Linked DNA regions of Sus scrofa: region 2 is linked to region 1. Evidence: chromatin contacts called from public HiChIP or PLAC-seq data. All regions are on one chromosome and are shown on one strand. The core of a region is the stretch at or near the end of the contact, and the rest is flanking DNA. Distances in the headings are between cores, read along the strand shown.

Region 1 (3,665 bases), core at 1,052-3,551:
GGAAAAACTGGAGTGCAGGTACAGAGGCTTAGTGGCCCTGGATGGAGGTGGAGGGCTTCCTGGGCTCCCTATGCTACAGACCAACCCTGAGGCCCAGAGCAGCATCTTTGTCCTAGGTTCCTCAGGATAACGTACTGCCCATTTTCTCTTGACAAATTCCCAATCCGTGTGAGCCACATCCAGTTGGTTTTGGCTACTTAAGAGGGTTGACTGATACACACAGGTGCCTTCATGAAGCTGCAGCCCTTACCCAGCCGGACCTCCACTTTCATTTTCCTGGGTAACCCCATGAGCACTTATCAAGTGCCATTTTTAAGTGAGTGTACAAGCCTCTGTAGTTAGAAAAATACCCATTCTCCAATGCTTCCCCTAAACAGAAAAAGTAAAGCACTCTCAAATATGTTTATCTTAACTAATGCTTATAAAAGTCTATGATATAGCCAGAATATTATTTTATTTAAAAAATTTTTTAAATTCTCATTTTAAAGACAAAAATACTGTGGCTCAGAGAAGCAAAGTGTCTTACACTCGAGATTACACATCTAGCAAGTAGCAGATCTAGGACTTGTGACTTCAGATTCTGTGTGTTTTAAACTACATACAAGTAGGCTGCCTCTCCAGGATGGGGTTTCAGGCAGTGCTGACAGACTGGTGTGGCAACATCTCCTAGCCCCTCTGCAGTCACCTCCAGTATCAGGTCAGCCTTCTTCTATTTTAGGAACTTTGCCTCCGATAAAGCACTTCTGGTCAACTCTACTGATTAACATGCTTCTAGTTCTTAAGGAAGTAGCAAACCGAGGACGAAGCATCTACTCTTAACCTCCCAAGTCCCCACTTGGCTGGAGCAATCCACAGCAATTGTGATCAGAAAGCAATTTTTGGAGTGCCCTTCGTGGCTCAGCAGTTACCGAACCTGACTAGCATCCATGGGGATGCAGGTTCGAGTCGTGGCCTTGCTCTGTGGGTTAAGGATCTGGTGTTGCCGTGCTGTGGTGTAGATCACAGACAGAGCTCAGATCCCAAGTTGCTGTGGCTGTGGTGCAGGCTGGTGGGTACAGCTCCAGTTTGACCTCTGTAGGCTGGGAACCTCCATTTGCCACAGGTGTGGCCCTGAAATAGCCAAAAAAAACACAAAAAACAAAAACAAAAAAACAATTTGTGTTTTGACCCAGAACTCTGCTGCTTACTTTAGGGATCTCACCAGCATGTTATCCTAAAGTCAGTCAATTAACCTCCCTGAATTTTCCTAATTAGTGAAATGGGAATAAAACTTTTGATACCTCTTAGCACTGAGGAGATTAAATGAAATAATGGATGTGAAAATACTGTATTTTTTTAAACTAGAAATTGATCTATCTATAGTCTATTATCTACCTTTGGTTACAAATTCTGTATAACACTTTAAAAAGAAGTATAATTGACCCAACTTATGATTTATACTAGAAATCACGGTTGGCCGGACAGGTAGCCTCCTTCATAAAAAACAGTTTTCTGGATCCTTCTGCCACAGGGCTGAAATTCATTGCTGCAGTTTCATTTCTTTGAGTTGTGGCATTTTAGGATTTCAGAACTATTAAAATACAAATGTCTTTGTGAAGAGGCCAAACCATACACCCCACCAGCTAATACTTCAAGGAAGTTAAATTTGACAGTGACAGCTTTAAGTTCTCCCGGGACACCAGGAGAACTGAAAGGTGGCTCAGACGCAATGTAATTTCTCAACCATCCCAAATAGCCTTTTGAAATAAACCTGTCCAGAGTCCTTACCTGTTTTTGGCAGTGATGTAGGACAAGATATTTTGATTGAAGAATTTCAGGATCAATGGAATGCAGTTAGCAAATACCAAATGTTGTGATACATATTCAAACTGAATTAAAAGATCAAAGCAGAAAGGATGCTTATTTGGGGGAGAATAGAGGGTCTGTATGAAAAAAAAAAAAGATGCAAGTACAATTCTATTATCCATTCCTGAGAATATTCACTGTCATCTTGTGTTATCAGCCTTCCTGCCTGGGAAATGGGGAGAACCGTCTTCAGCCAGCTCATCCTACACAGAAAGGGACGTGTGTACATCCTACAGTGTGTACATTGCAAGGGCCTGACCTAAAGCATAAAACATAAACAAGCCAGAAAGAAAATCCCACTCCAGATAAATAAGAAGAATTACTGTGAGATTTGTTCCTAAGCTCTACAGGAAAGGAAGGCTCCCCGAGGGAGTTGTCTTCCATACCAAAGCTCTGGCTCATAGTGTTTCAACAGTGATTGATAAAGAAGGAACAGGTGCAGCCTAGTCCTGGCAACCTAGTCCTGGCAACTGCTAGCATCACTCACTCAGGATGGATACATCACACAGTAACCAAATGAACCACTGGTATGCAGGTTCCAGCAAAAGTCTAGTTCACTGTATTAGCTCCATACTTAAGACTATCAGTATTTGAATGAATCAATCAACAAGAGTCCTTCAGTCAACAGATACTGCACTGAGAATAAGGCCAAGATCTCTTTGATGGGCTAAACAGCAGAACATAGGGCTCCATTTTGCTCTCTTGAATCTGGATCAGGTTTGCACCCAGGAAGACCTGCTGGGGCAGTGTCAGGGAGTTGTGTCACCATGATTTACCCATGATACACTGAGGAGCATCAGGTAACAGTTTGTCTTCAGATCCAGAACCTAGACTCCTGGGACAGTACAGAAACTGGACTGAAAAAGCAGAAAGTTACAGTGGTGTAAATTTAAATCCCTTAGCTCTTCCTGATCATTAAGAAATAGGCATGGTAGCAAGCTAAACTGCCCCCTGCCTAGATGTGTGGTTAGAGGTGGGGAGTCATTTTATCTTGCCCATTTCTCTCTTCTGCTCAAATATTTTCCCTGGCAAGTGGTCCAGGGTATTTTCCAAAGCCTCAGATGGAGGAGCCAATACATACCTACTAACAAGTGATGGGAAACATTTTTCAGTTTGAGACATGTCTGTAGCCTTGTCAGGAGTCACTGACACATACTGGCAAGGCCCATCAAGCCATCCATCTGTCCATCTGGTCATCCACACACTGCCCACCAAGAGAAGCAGACAGAAATCCATATCCACAGTTCCCTGTTCTTTCTACTAGGAAATCTATCTCCTCCATCCCTATTCTTTCCAGCCCTGATGCTGCTCAGCGAACACTGGCAGGAGAATTGTGAGTATTCAGGGTTCCCTAACGCACCCAAAGATGTCTCTGAACATACTGAAGTGGAGAAATGCCCTGGTCGTACAGTCAAACCCTCCATGGACGCAGACCCTGCAGGGCCTTCCCTGCACTCTGAGGACCTGCTCTTCTACCAACAAGCCTGGTCCTGACTTCTTGGGAGGAAAATGGGGCAAAGCCTCTGTGCAGGAATGAGAAGCCTCCTTCTCCTCTCCACGTCTCACCACAGAGAACATCCATTCACTGCCCCCATGTTCTCCCATATCTTGGCAACACCCATAGCACCAAGTCCAAACTCAGCATGGCAAACAATGCCTTCATGGGGAAGCAGGTTCTTAACTTTTTTAGCCTTAGTGGATCAAATAAGACCCACCTCATAGGGAGTGGAGAATTACTTGAGATCCTCATGAACTTAACAGAGGGCTGAGCACATTGTAAGTGTGCAATAATTATGTGCTAGCACATGTTCTTTTTTGTT
Region 2 (3,264 bases), core at 50-2,549, 150 kb after region 1:
ACCGACGAGTGGAATTGGAGGTGCAGCTGCCGGCCTATACCAGAGCCACAGCAAAGCAGGATCCGAGCTGCTCTACACCACAGCTCATGACAATGCTGGATTCTTAACTCACTGAGCAAGACCAGGGATTGAACCCGAGTCCTCATGGATACCAGTCAGGTTTGTTAACTGCTGAGCCACGACGGGAACTCCTCCTATGTGGTTGGCTTTTATTGATAAGCAGTTAGAAGTCATGGCGCCAGACATGAGGAAAGAGACACAAGTTTTTAAAATCTTAGTACACTGTGAGCTCTTTTAGTTATTTCACTTGAACGCTCAAATACGTTTGCCTCAGGAAACAAAATCTCTCTAAGTGAATCACCATGTTTTTCCTTGTCCTATCTGAACTGAGAAATAACGTAGAGATCTGGGCAGCACTGAAGGCAACGGCACCATTCTCTGGCATTTAAAATGTCCCGAACAACAAGTGAGTACCAGCCCAAGGCTTCTTCATCCCCATCCCCAAGGACAATCTCAAATCTCAACCCGAGGATGGATGTTATGCCATCTTGTAACAGACAACATTCATTTCAATAGGATTCCCTCTGTGTTGTTTTTTTGTTTGTTTGTTTTTGTTTTTTTAAGTTTACATTTGGCTTACTGCTCCATCGTTCTCTTCCAAAGGGATGGTCTTAGGAAATCTGCCAAAGTTTCTAAATGACTGAAACAGATTAAGAAGCATGAAGCCTATAATGATCAGTGGTTTTATTTTAGAACCTCAAGAATCAAGCTGCCTTGTTGTGCATAGTGTGCAACCTGCTGGGTGTGGCTAACACAAGCTAAACCAATTCTCCATAACCTGCCCTCTAGGACAACAATTCTCTTTATTCATAAGACCAAAATATTCCACAGCAGTTTTTCAAGGGAAAGAGCTTCTCAAGTCTTACCTTTTGGCCTTACAGCTTCATACTATAAAAAGTTCTGAGGGATGAAGGTAACACCATTACCCAAAAACTACATCAGGACATTCCTTTTAGAGAACTATAAATTTGCCTGCCCTCAGTTTCACCTTCTTACCAAGTCTCCTAGTCCAGGCTAAATAATTCCTCTCTTGCTCCAATGTTAATAAACCTTCAGATATTTGGGAGTGTCTCTCTCTCCTGGATCTCATAGTTGGCAGATTTCAGTCAACCTTGCACGCTTAACATCTTTAAATGATCTTCATAAATTCATCTATTTATCCCTTTCAGCACTACAGTTGTTCTCAGAACTCACCACCTTCTGTTTCTATCATGCTGACACTGTGCTAAATGTAATACTCCCAGTGGGCTCTTGCCAACTCCCTCTGCTGTGGCACAATTCTTCTTTGTTCGCTGCTTAGAATAGCACTAGCTTTCCTTTGACTGCCAGATCACATTTCAAGCCCAAACCAAGTTACTGCCATTACTGTCAAGTCTCTCTTGCCCTATGGGGTTTCTTTCATTCTTTCTTTTTTTTTTTCAATCCCCTGTCAGATCTCTTGTATCTCCTCTTCAGCCTCTGAAACAAGAGTAGACTTGTGCCCTAATGCTAATTTCCCAGACAAATGAATATTGTTCATATACCAGCTGGATTAGTACCAGAAATTGCTTACTGATAATTTTCATAACTAAGTTATTCCCCCTCTGTTGGAGCCCTACTTCAGATTTTTCGTTAAATCTTCACTCAAACCTATATCTTCTAGTAACTATTTTAAGTTAAAACAAAATAGGTTTATATGTTCCATAGTTCATTTAATTCAACAAATTATTACTAAGCACCCACTAGATGCAAGTGTTGTGAATAATGATGAATATATCATTTTGCCTTCAAACAGTTCATAATCTTGTTTGAAAGAAAGACATGTAAATATATGTCATATTTACAGTATACATGACAGTGTAATAACACAATAGTGGAAGATTACATAAACTACAAAGGTCAGGAAAGGTGGTAACTTTAAGAATGAATAGGAACCCATTAGACCCAGAACAAGGAGAGGACATTCCAGTCTGAGAGAAATTCCAAAACAAAGGCAAAGAATGTTGAAAAGTGTGGGATGTTTGGAAAACAAGTAGCGTGGTTTACTACAGTGTAAAGGGCAGGCAAGGGGAAAATGGGAGGAGGGAATGAGAAGAGAACCATAGAGTTCCCACCATGGCTCAGTGGTTAACAAATCTGACTAGCATCCATGGCCTTGCTTAGTGGGTTAAGGATCCTTCATTGCTATAGCTGTGGCCATCAGCTACAGCTCCGATTCGATCCCTAGCCTGGGAACCTCTATGTGCCCTGAGTGTGGCCCTAAAAAGCAAAAAAAAAAGAAAAAGAAAAAAAAGAAAAGAAACCAAAGTAGTAGACCCTGAAGTGCCTTGAAGCTCAAGGCAAGGAGTTTAGACTTAACCATGTGAGCAATGAGCAGAGGTTAAAGAAATATAACAAAGGAAGCTACGGAATTCCCGTGGTGGCGCAGTGGTTAACGAATCTGACTAGGAACCATGAGGTTGCAGGTTTGATCCCTGGCCTTGCTCAGGGGTTAAGGATCCGGCGTTGCCGTGAGCTGTGGTATAGGTCACAGACTCGGCTCGGATCCCGAGTTGCTGTGGCTCTGGCGTAGGCTGGTGGCTATAGCTCCAATTAGACTCCTAGCCTGGGAACCTCCATATGCCACGGGAAGTGGCCCAAGAAATGGCAAAAAAAAAAAAAGGAAGCTAAATGACCAGTGTTTTAGAATAATCACTCAACTCAAGTATAGAGAAGAAAATGGAAGGCGGGGGAAGAGGTCAAGAAAATTAGTCCCGTGTCAGCCACAATAGTCCAGGTGAGATGTAAGGGCTTTAAATTTTAATTTTTTCAGGAGAAAAACAGTCAGAATGCTATTTGCAGCCTAGTGCTTACTGAGTATCAACTATGTGAAAGGTGCTGTATTATATGCTTTCCATATATTTTCCCATTTAATGGTTACTCTAGCCCTGTCAGATAGTTACCAGCATCTTAACCTAATATAGAGGAACCTGAGACTCAGAAAAAACAAATAAAACTCAAAAATACAACCAACGAACCACCAAAAAGAGTCAGTTTCAGTAAGATGTCATCTGTATAGTTACTGTGACTTCAGAGTAGAGTGCACCCTTAGTCTAGTCACAGACAGCCTCATTTTCTCTACTTTAATTCATTTAGTCAGCAAATACAAACTAGTAATTAGAATGTGCTAGCATTACATAATACTACTGTCAGTGAGTTTACAATCTGGTGGAAGAAAGACATAAA

The links. HiChIP or PLAC-seq counts read pairs in DNA pulled down with a chosen protein or histone mark.
Region 2: a contact with region 1 is called in an H3K27ac HiChIP or PLAC-seq map of skeletal muscle. The contact joins two enhancer-like sites. A contact is called at or near these places in 5 of 47 Hi-C or Micro-C datasets (embryonic fibroblasts, fetal heart ventricle, fetal skeletal muscle and 2 more) and 1 of 2 datasets of contacts at active chromatin or transcription factors (skeletal muscle).

Annotation. Positions count from the first base shown.
Region 1 is chr18:19,222,665-19,226,329 of Sscrofa11.1, forward strand. It overlaps STRIP2 (striatin-interacting protein 2), which reads right to left. Exons shown (of 21, transcript XM_003134694.6): 17 at 1,768-1,868. Among named protein-coding and RNA genes, the nearest start is that of SMKR1, 24 kb to the left of the region's middle. Within about 2 kb of position 2,302, at least 2 of the 83 cell types and tissues checked have an H3K27ac peak or open chromatin away from gene starts, as enhancers often do. A contact at or near this core is called in fetal skeletal muscle and skeletal muscle, where this site is marked.
Region 2 is chr18:19,374,267-19,377,530 of Sscrofa11.1, forward strand. The region is part of intron 1 of AHCYL2 (adenosylhomocysteinase 3); the gene reads right to left. Among named protein-coding and RNA genes, the nearest start is that of AHCYL2, 66 kb to the right of the region's middle. Within about 2 kb of position 1,300, at least 11 of the 83 cell types and tissues checked have an H3K27ac peak or open chromatin away from gene starts, as enhancers often do. A contact at or near this core is called in fetal skeletal muscle and skeletal muscle, where this site is marked.